Linked DNA regions of Canis lupus: region 1 is linked to region 2. A link is a contact called in public Hi-C data. All regions are on one chromosome and are shown on one strand. Each heading gives the region's core, a stretch centred on a gene start, on an enhancer-like site or on the middle of the called end of the contact. The rest is flanking DNA. Distances are from core to core; before and after follow the strand shown. Region 1 holds the start of FZD7 (frizzled-7). Region 2 holds the start of ALS2 (alsin).

The links. Hi-C and Micro-C count contacts between places; a contact is called where the count stands out from the background.
Region 1: a contact with region 2 is called in a Hi-C map of blood, with 3 times the contacts expected there. The contact joins the promoter of FZD7 here to the promoter of ALS2 in region 2. A contact is called at or near these places in 2 of 9 Hi-C or Micro-C datasets (amygdala and blood).

The regions. Positions count from the first base shown.
Region 1 is chr37:10,911,073-10,916,180 of UU_Cfam_GSD_1.0, reverse strand. It overlaps FZD7 (frizzled-7), which reads right to left and starts at 2,193. Exons shown (of 1, transcript XM_038585390.1): 1 at 1-2,193. The coding sequence starts at 2,193. The coding sequence ends at 469.
Region 2 is chr37:10,679,862-10,685,334 of UU_Cfam_GSD_1.0, reverse strand. ALS2 (alsin) reads left to right here and starts at 1,861. Exons shown (of 34, transcript XM_038585377.1): 1 at 1,861-1,996.

The DNA.
Region 1 (5,108 bases), core at 944-3,443, 230 kb before region 2:
GCCGCCGCAGACAGAGCTGTACCTTTCACCCGGGCCTCACGGGAGTGAGGACAGGCCACTTGTCTTGCAGCAGGGGAATCGCTCAGTCTCAGTTCAGCCCCGGGGCCAGGAAGAACTCAGAGCCATCTCTGCTGGGCTCAATCTCGACAGGCCCAGGTTGGCCCCGCACCGGGCGTGATTATTAACATCAGCCTTACCATCATCACCATCATCATCATCATCCTCTTTCTGCAAGTCTTTGCCATAAGTCTTTTCATCCAAACCGTCTTTCCACCCAGGCCTCCTTTTCCAAACCCACTCCTCGCCCCAAATCTACAACTATCATCTCTCTTCCAGGTCACTTCTCATTGGAAGGGGGCGGGGGGTGTGCAGGTTCCAGAACCCCACCCCCCTCAACAGTTCTCTCCTTCCCGCGTCTCTCCCCCTGCTTGGGGATGGGGGAAGGGAGGGTGGGGGAGGGGCCGGGGCTCATACCGCAGTCTCCCCCTTGCTGCTGTGGCTGAGTCTGTGGTAGAAGCGGCGCCAAGACTGCAGAGTCTTGCCGGACCAGATCCAGAAGCCGGTGGTGATGCCCACGATCATGGTCATCAGGTACTTGATCATGAAGACAGTGAAGTCGGGGCTCATGGGCGGGAAATGGCCAGGCGGGCAGGGCACCGCGTAGCTCTTGCACGTCTGCAGGAGCCAGGTGCGCTCCCAGTGTTCGCGGAAGGCCTGCTCGTAGAAGTAGCAGGCCAGGACGATGGTGGCTGGCACCGTGTAGAGCACGCTGAAGACGCCGATGCGCACCATGAGCTTCTCCAGCTTCTCGGTCTTGGTTCCGTCGTGCTTCATGATGGTGCGGATACGGAAGAGGGACACGAAGCCGGCCAGCAGGAAGGACGTGCCAATGAAGAGGTAGACGAACAGGGGCGCCAGCACGAAGCCCCGCAGCGCATCCACGCTGGACAGGCCCACGTAGCACACCCCGCTGAGCAAGTCCCCGTCCACCTGGCCCATGGCCAGGATGGTGATGGTCTTGACAGCGGGCACAGCCCACGCGGCCAGGTGGAAGTACTGCGAGTTGGCTTCGATGGCCTCATGGCCCCACTTCATGCCGGCTGCCAGGAACCAGGTGAGCGACAGGATGACCCACCAGATGGAGCTGGCCATGCCGAAGAAGTACAGCACCATGAAGAGGATAGTGCAGCCCTCCTTCTTGGTGCCCTGCGCCACCGTGCGGTAGCCGTCGTCTGAGAAGCGCTCCACGCACACGGCGCGGTCCTCCAGCAGGAAGCCGGCCACGTGCGCCACGGCCACCATGAAGTAGCAGCCCGACAGAAAGATGATGGGCCGCTCGGGGTAGCTGAAGCGCCGCATGTCCACCAAGTAGGTGAGCACCGTGAAGAGCGTCGAGGCGCAGCACAGCACCGACCACACGCCCACCCAGAGACGGGCAAAGCGCCTCTCCTCCTCCTTAAAGTACATCAGGCCGTTGGCTCGGCCCGGCTCGCACGGGGCGCCGCAGTCGCGCTCGCCCAGGAAGCGGTAGCCCAGGTAGGGGGGCACCTTGAGCTGGCGGGGGCACGAGAAAGGGAAGGCAGCGCGGCCCCTGCCGTCAGCTGCCCCCGGGGGCAGGGCGGTGAAGGGCAGGTCCGGCATGTAGGGCGCAGTGGGGTAGGCCGTGGGGCCGCCGCCCGCGCCCCCCGAGCCGTCGGACGTGTTCTGGCCCACGCAGATCTCGCCGGCGCCGTGCACGGGGAAGTTCTCACAGCGCAGCCGCTCGGGCCACTGAAAGCCGAACTTGTTCATGAGCGCCTCGCAGCCCTGGCGGGCACGCTCGCACAGGGAGCGGCACGGCGGGATGGCCTGGTCCAGCACGGTGCACACGGGCGCGTACATGGAGCACAGGAAGAAGCGCAGCTCGGGAGAACACTGCACCTTCACCAGCGGGTAGAACTGGTGCACCTCGAGGCCCGCGTCCTCCTGGTTCGTGTGGCCCAGCAGGTTGGGCAGGATGGTCTGGTTGTAGGCAATGTCCGTGCACAGCGGGATGGAGATGGGCTGGCAGAAGCCGTGGTCCGGCACCGAGATGCCCTTCTCGCCGTGGTACGGCTGCGCCCCGGCGCCGGCGGGCAGCGCGCCCAGCAGCGCAAGCGCCAGGGTGCACAGGCCCAGGGGCGAGCGCGCCGCGGCCGCGCCGGGGCCCCGCATCGCCGGCCACGGGTGCGGCGGCGCTCTCAGCCCGAGCAGCGCGACGACGCGGCCGCGAGAGGCTTGGATCCGGGGAGGCGCGGCCGCGCCCGGCGCATGAGAGTCCTCCCGGCGCCGCGGCCGGGGCGTGGGCGGCGCGGAGCTCAGGGCGCTGCAGCCCGGGTGCCCGCGCCGCGGGGGCGCCGCCGCCGTCTCCGCCCAGCAGCGGGGCGGCCGCCGGGAGCCCCGGACTCGTCGGCCCGGGCCGGGGGCGCGGACGGGGGCCGCCGCCTTCTCCCGCGGCGACGTAACGGTGCGGCGTTCTCCGCGGCGAGGAGCAACAAGCGTCTCGGGTTCCCCTTCAAAGTTTGCCCAAAGTCGGCCGGCCCACAGCGCACGGCTCCGCACGCGCCCCCCGCGCCGAGTCCGGCCCCCGGCGGGCGAGAGCCGGCGCCGCCGCCCGCGAGCCGAGGCCGCCGCCGAGGCGGTGCTGCTCCGCCTCCTCGCCTCGAGGCTCTGCTCGCCGCCGCCGCCGCCGCCGCCGCCGCCGCCGCCTTTCCGACTCCCCCGCTCCTTCTCCAGCCCCGAGAGCTCGGCCCCCAAGTTTCTGCCAAGCGGGCGATCCTCGCTCCGAGTCCGATCGGCGCTTTGCAGCCAAGAGCTCAGCGAGTTCGTTTTGGAAATCCAGTCGCACTGCGTCCGAAGCCGCGAGGGCCCGCTGCCCGCGGCCTGGGCCTGGCCTCTCCAGCCTCGCGAAGCCCCGGCCCGAGTGTCCCGGCGCCCGCCCGCCCGCCCGCCGCCGCCGCCGCCGCCGCCGCCCGCCGGGAGGGAGCGCAGAGTAACGCCTCGGAGTCGCGCAACTCGCCAGAAGAAGCGTCGGGCTCGCGGGGCTCCGGGCCGCCCCGCCCCCTCCCCTCCCCCCATTCACAAACCACGCCGGGGGCGGGCCCTCGGGCTCCAGGGCGGCCCAATGGCAGCCTTTGTTTTCCGTGTGGCGGCCTCCGGATTGGGTGGAAGTCTGGAGGGCGGGGCGAGGGAGGCCCGGGGGGCGGAGCCTGCAGCGCTCTGGGCGGATTCCTGAGGGGAGGGGCAGGGGGCCGGGACGGAAAAGTTCAGAAAAACTTTTACGGTGAATTCGCTCGAGGGGTGGGGGGTGGGGGGTAAAACGCACCAGAAAGGGAATTGGCTTATAAAGATGTGTTCCTCTTCCGGGTCCGCTGAAACGCTCGTCTCGAGCTGGAGGGCGCGGCGAGGGAGGCTTTCCTGGGAGCCGCTGGGAACCGCGCAGAGGGACGTGACCCGGGGTCACTCAGGGTGGCCCTGCCCGGGCCCGCAGCGCTGGGATTGGCAGGGCGCTTTGGGGGCAGCTGGACCCTAAGTGCGGGCTTCGGCACCGAGCGAGAAGGGTGCGCCTCCCAGGTCGCCCTTTTCTCCCCAGACCCAAACAGACCACGTGAGGCCACAGTCCCTCGCACCCCCCTCTCCCGGCAGCAGGAGGGAGGAGGGGCCCCGCGTCCCAGAGACGGGAGTCGGGAGGAGGGGGCCGACTTAAGGCGGGAGGAAGTGCAGACCCCTCCGAGGGGGCTCGGGGACCCCGGGGCCCCCCGGCCGCCCCGCCCGCGCGCGCGGCCGGGAGCCTAGCAGTCTGCTGTGGCTTTTGAGCCGTTCCAGGAAAACTAGGGGTTGGCGGGGGGACGCGGGGAGGGATGATTTTAAAGTACCTGAGACCGAACGCCCGGGCACACGGGACGGCTTGCAGCGCGCCTTGGACTGCGGAGCTTTCCCTGGATCTCGGGCGCGTGGCCACCCGGGGTCCCCTCTGCGCTGCAGCCGCAGCGACCTGATCCTGTAGTTGAGACGCGCGGAGAGGAGTTTAAATGCGTGTAAGAAACCAGGGCACTTGCTAATTAAGGAGTTTTCAGAACACAAAGAGAGGTTACCCGTGTGCTCCAGTGGCGTTTTCTGACGGGCTAGCGGTCTTTTGTTCCCGGTCAAATCTTCCGTCTTGCTCGCGGCACTGGGTGCTCCCGTGAGCTCCCCGGTTACTCCGGACGAGGTCAGAATTCACCGGGGGGGAGGGGGGGGCTCTCCCCTCTCTCCGGGAAGCAGGGAGTATCGCGAATTCCCATGCAGGAAAGTGACAGTCTGAGAAAGGCTAAATCTGTCTCTCACTGTCTCTGATACACACATGCGCACATGCACACGCGCACGTGCACACGCACATGCACACACACATGCACACCCAATACTATGCTTAAGAAAACGTTACTCCTGGCTGAGCCCTTCCTTCTGCCAGCCTCAGTTCCAGGCGCTGGTCCCTGGGAGATTTCTGATCAGGTTGCGTGTTTGTAAAAGTTACTGCTTTTGCTGACTCGGGTGAGCTGCTTTTCCAGCAAGAAAAAACAGGTTCTGAAATGTAAGACAATTCATTGGGTTCCCTTCCATTGGAGACTTTGGCTTCCTCTGTTTTTCTTTATTTTCTATTACTGAAGTTTACCGAGCATCTTACCTACCACTTCACAGTTCTTTGTCCTTTCCCACTCTTGTTAATGGATCTGGAGAGCGGAATCATTTGGGCCAAGGTAGGGTGTCAGACAGCTCACATTCTCCATCCGCTGCTCAACAGGAATCCCCCCCCCCTTTTTTTTTCTTCCCGAGCATCAGTTTCCCCCCTCACACCCAGGATCTTATTTGTTTTCTTTTGGGTTATCTGCCCCAAGTTAATACAAAGGATTAATGACATTTACTTTAAAAATATTTTATTCCTTCCCTATATATATTTAAAGGCTTCTCTTTTTCTTTCTAAATTATTATTCTTACTACCTAACATTGGGGAGCATTGATACTGCCTTGAAAGATGTTGTTTAAAGACAATGCTGCTGCTTTGCTTTGTCATTTAAAGTGTGTGTGGTAGGGGGTTGGAAATCCTTTTTTCT
Region 2 (5,473 bases), core at 612-3,111:
AAAGAGATTGCAGATTGAGATGAGAAAGATTGGGAGGTCAGAAAGTAGAGGGAGAGGGATGCCTGGGTGGCTCAGGGGTTGACCATCTGCCTTCAGCTCAGGTCATGACCCCGGAGTCCCAGGATCAAGTCCTATGCCGGGCTCCCTGCATGGAGCCTGTTTCTCCCTCTGCCTGTGTCTCTGCCTCTCTCTGTGTGTGTCTTTCATGAATAAATAAATAAAATCTTAAAAAATTAGGCTGCAAACTAAAAGAACAGAAGAAAAAGACATTAAAGAGGCAAAAGGCAGGAACAGGCTTATATCCCGAGGAGTAGGAGTAATAAAAGCAAAGATTGAAAATAAACAAAAGGGAAGGGATAAGTAATGGAGCAAATCCCCTAGGGGATTGGAAGGGATCCTGAATTCAGGTGGAGGGATAAATTTTGAGAGCGCAGAACAGCTCTTCTAAAGAGAAAGAGGGAGAAGGAAAGGAAGGCTAGGGCGGGTAGCTTTTGTAAGAGTGGCTGGTGGGAGTCAGGGAAATGTATCCCAAGTGGTAGCGCTTTTTCCCCAGAAAAGTAGGAGGCAGTTTTAAAATTTTTATTTTAAAAACTGTCTACTGGGCAGGCCGGGTGGCTCAGGGGTTCAGCGCCTGCCTTTGGCCCAGAGCGTGACCCTGGAGACTCGGGATCGGGTCCCACGTCGGGCTCTCGGGCTCCCTGCACGGAGCCTGCTTCTCCCTCTGCCTCTCTCTGTGTCTCTCACTAATAAATAAAATGTTTAAAAAAACAAACAAAAGCCTGTCTACCAAGGGAGGGTGGGGTGGGTAGGAAGAGTTCAGTTACCAATGTGTGTAGGTTGTGAATAACAGGCGATGGGAAAAGTAGGAATTCCCAGTAGTTGTGTATTAAAGGGCTGTTTGCAGGCTTAGCAAGATTGCCTGGCCGCCTGCAAGTCCTTTGCACCTGTGGTTTGCGTTGCTGCCAATTCTCGAGGTTCCGTCGTCCGAAGCACTGGTGCAAGAGTGGACAAAGTTGGCTGAATTGTTGCGGACCCAACGATTTTGCATTTGCAGGTGGGTGGAGAATCAAGGAAGCGATGGGGCTCAGGGTGAACGGGATACACCCATTTGTGCACAGGAACTTCACACCTTGCCTGCATCTCTGTCTCTCGTGGCCTGAATAGAGGCCCAGGGATGGCCCGGTTCCTACCAGCACGGAGCTCGCACCCACCCTGCGCCGAGGGTGGCGGCTCCGGAAAATCCTCCCGGGAGGACTCTCCGGCTGCGAGCCCGGTCGAGGAGGGGCTGTGGCTGCGCCCAGCAGACTGTCGCGAAACTGCGCGCCGAACACGTAAACTAGTTTTACGCAGATTGTACGCTGGGCAACCCTATGGGGAATCTCAAGAGGTACCGATGCATTTCCTCCAACCACATCCCACCTTTTGGGGTTGCAACCAAGTCAAAACAGTGGGGGCACTAGGACCCACGGGCGCCGCTCGGCGATGACGTCATTCGCGGGGGGCAGAAGCGACTACCGGTAGCGTAGACTCCACAGACGCAGTTTGCAGACCATTTAGCCTTTTCCCCGAATGGGTAGCGAACTTATCCTTCTGACTTCCGCAGTCTGGGGTGGCAGCAGAACGCCTGCAGCTCGCAATTACTTTCATCGCCACCCGTTACCATGGAAGCTCTCGGGTAGTTAGGCCCCGGCGACTCCGTGTTACGTCACCGCCCAAGCGCGTTTTAGGGCTGGTGGCTCCGCCCCGTCCTGAGGGAGGGGCAGCACCGCGGAGGACCGAGCCCGCAGCGCCGGAGGCCTCCCGGATAATTTTGATCGCTATCAGACGCCGTCGGCGTGTGGCCCCGCCTACTCGGGGTATCCCCGCCCGCCCTCACGCGAGCTCGCCGCCCCGCCGCCCGAGGCCCCGCCCCCCGTGAATCAGCTGATCTCGGGGACCCGCTGGGCTGAGGCGCTCGCGCCGGGTGCAGACCGCGGTGCTGCCGGTGGAGCGTCAGGTGAGCGCGGGCGCGTCTCTGGGCGGCCCTCGGCCTCGCAGGGCTGGCCCGCCCGGCTCTTCGGTGTGCGGGAGGCCGGGGGCGGAGGGAGGGGCGGAGGCGCGGGCCGAGGCCCGGGAGCGCGCCTGGGGACCCGCGGAGACGGCGCCCGCGTCTTCCAAAAAGCCTGCGTCCGACCGACAGATCGACGGACGGACGGACGGACGGACGGCGCCTGCCCGCCCACGGGCACCGACGCGGCCCCCTGTCCCGCGCCGGCTCTCCCCTCGGCTCCTCTGCTCCGGCCCCAGCCGGGGCGCTGCTGCACGGGCTCCGCGGCGGGAAATTGTTGGGCGCCCCCCCCGCCTCCCCCCTCGCTGCCTTTGCTCCCCGCGCTCCCGAGGAGGTATTGAGGGGCCCCCCCGGGGCGCCCCGCGCACGACCCGGAGCCCCTGGCCCTGAGCCTCGGTGAGTGCCCCAGCATGCGGACCGCGGGGGCGGGGGGGGCCTGGCCTGGGGGTTTCGGTGGCTTGAAAGGGCGGTCGCAGAAGGAGAAAAGGACCTCGATACCGAGAGTTCGTAGTTTAACCAAGTCCTCTGGCGTGCCAGGTGAGCCATTGGGAGGGGAGAAGTTCTTGATGAGGAGCGAAGGCGGGAGAGGAGCAGAGCTCGGTCATTAGGAAGTGGTCCTGCCCCCCGGGGTTGGCTGGTCCGTGGGGTAACTGGGGCCGCTCTGGGGACGAGCACCCACAGGTCGGCGCCAGCGCCGCGCACTCCTGCTCGGGGCTCGGGGCTCGGGGCTCGGGGCTCGGGCGGCGAGGGCACAGGAAAGCACCCGGCCGGAGCGGCGCATCCAGGACGGAGGAGGAAAGAACTGTTAAGCGCAGACACACAGCTTTTAGTCTCTTGCCTTTGGGCTTGTTGGTGGCTGCAGATGTTCTTTGAAAGGCTCTAAAGAGTAAGATTGTGGGACGTGTGTTCATTCCGGACAGGTATCAAGTCACCGAGGTTATGGGTCCAGCTTTTCTCCCTAGTTCATACATGACTATGAATGATTCGGAGTGACCACTGGACCTTTGAGTTCTTGAGCACCTAAAGAATTTAAAGCAGTGAAAAATTTGCTTTGGGGGCAGCCCGGGTGGCTCAGCGGTTGAGCGCGCCTTGGACCCGGGGCGTGACCCTGGAGACCCGGGATCGAGTCCCCCGTCGGGCTCCCTGCGTGGAGCCTGCTTCTCCCTCTGCCTGTGTCTCTGCCTCTCTCTCTCTCTCTCTGTCTCTGTTTCTCATGAATAAATAAAATCCTTAAAAAAATAAAAAAAAATAAAAATTTGCTTTTGTAGTATACTGCCGTATTTTAATTTTAAGAACATAAGCTTAGGCTTCGGATTTGGACAGACCTTACATCACATCTACTTATTCTTTGACTTGGAGAAAGTTGCTTAACTTCTCTAAATTATTTTCTGATTTCTAGACTCAAGATTGAAGTACTTTCCTGATAACAGCACCTTTACATTGAATGGTTCATCTATTTATTGCCGTGCCTGGCGGTGGTAGATATTCATTCAGTACATGTTACCTATTTTTATGATTATTTCTTCTTCTCCTGTCTCATGTCCCACACTGACTCCCTGTTTTCTAAATGGGAAAGAGAACTGAATATTTTTTAGAAAAGAACTATAATGCACTTTTTAAATTCAAGGGATAGTATCCAGATAGTTTTTTGATACATTGACTTAATACTTACGGAAAATAGTTTCTCGGTTGGTTCGTAGTAACTTTGGTATTCAATAAAGGGGTATTTTAATGTGGAAGAGATGCTTTTAGAATCTATACCGAGTTTAAATTTATTGCTTAGTTTATTAAGTATGGGTAGTATTGGCATATTTAGGGTTCATAGTTATAGCAAAAAGATTCAAAGCTGTTTCACAATATTATTATTTGAAAAGATAACGATCCAGAAAATAAAGTACCAAATGGGTCATTTTGGGGGCGGTTTGAGTTGCATCAGGTAAGCCTCTTATTTTTTTAAGTATAGTGAAGCAATGTGAACTGGAATAGCTCTTCTGTCCAGATTTCAGCCCTCAGAGTTTAGGTTGTCTTTTGAGACACTTAACTTTGGGCATTTTGACTGTTAAAGATACAGAGTGTGTTAAGAACTTCACTGAGAACGGATTTCAGTTTTGTGTGATTAGATGGAAAAAGGACTATTAATCTTCTACCTTTTTATGAAAAACATGGGTTTAATGCAGTACTGCTGGGTCCATTTTAAAGGTATTTCCAAAGAATATGATTGACTTGTAAAAAAAACTTTTCATGATTTTGTATTAATATGACACTAGGTAAGGTATGAGTTAAAAAACTACGAAGGAAGGTGAAGACTGGTGATTTTTGAGGTGGTGTAAAAGAAGGCCCGCTTTTATGTAGTATGAGATTGAGCCCCTTTCTCAGACTCAGAGTGCTGTGAGGATTTTACTTCTAGATGATTTAGCCTTTTCATAACTTTGTAGAATTAAACCTAGCACATACTCCAACTGTATTAGAGATTTTACTTGCAGTGCTTTTTAAAAAAATTTTATTTATTCATGAGAGACACGCACACAGAAGCAGAGACACAGGCAGAGGGAGAAGCAGGCTCCCTGAAAGGAGTGGAATCTGGGATTCAATCCCTGACCGCAGAATCGTGCCCTGAGCCCAAGGCAGACGTTCCTGCCTTTTTTTTTTTTTTTTTAAACCCAGTTTTTTTTTTCTTGTCACTCTTCTCTGTTGATAATTAGATAATTCGGTCATCAGTAATAAATAGTAGGTTTTGTAGGTTATCAGTCCTTAAGAAAATGCACAGTAACCACAAATTTTAACAGACTTTGACATGGTTCTTTGAGTCTTACATTTATTTTCTTCTATAAATGTCATGGTACTGTCTTTACATTATGTCTTGATGTTTGCTGCTGCATCGCACAATTGGTAAATTAGCTGAGAAATTGGTAAAGTAGCTGAACTAATTGATCCACATGAGTAGGCAAAAATATTTAAATCAGTGAAATAATGAGAACTTGTTTGGGCTCTCATAGAATTGCTCTTTAATAGAGACTTCTTTTTTGAATAAAAAATGTACAGTTCTCTCAACTCCTATGAGGAAAAGGCTGGGGCTGTTTTGTAGAGTTTCACTTGGCCACCAGTGAATTATGCTCACAGAGATCAGCTTTAGTCTCGTTGATTTCACAAATTAATCAACTCCTGGTTTCCTTTTACATATAATTTAAATAAAATTTATTAAATAAAAATTACTGTATAAAAAAAATGAATTTTGTTCTTTATAGTCCTCATTACTGTCTATATATATATATATACATATATATATATATATATATATATACACACTTGTTTTTTCTTTTGTTCTTTATTTCACATGATCTTCCTATTAGGAAGGTGGTGGTTAGACCCAATAATGACATCTAGATGGATAACTTTGATTACAGGGTTATTCTGCAACCTAAATTT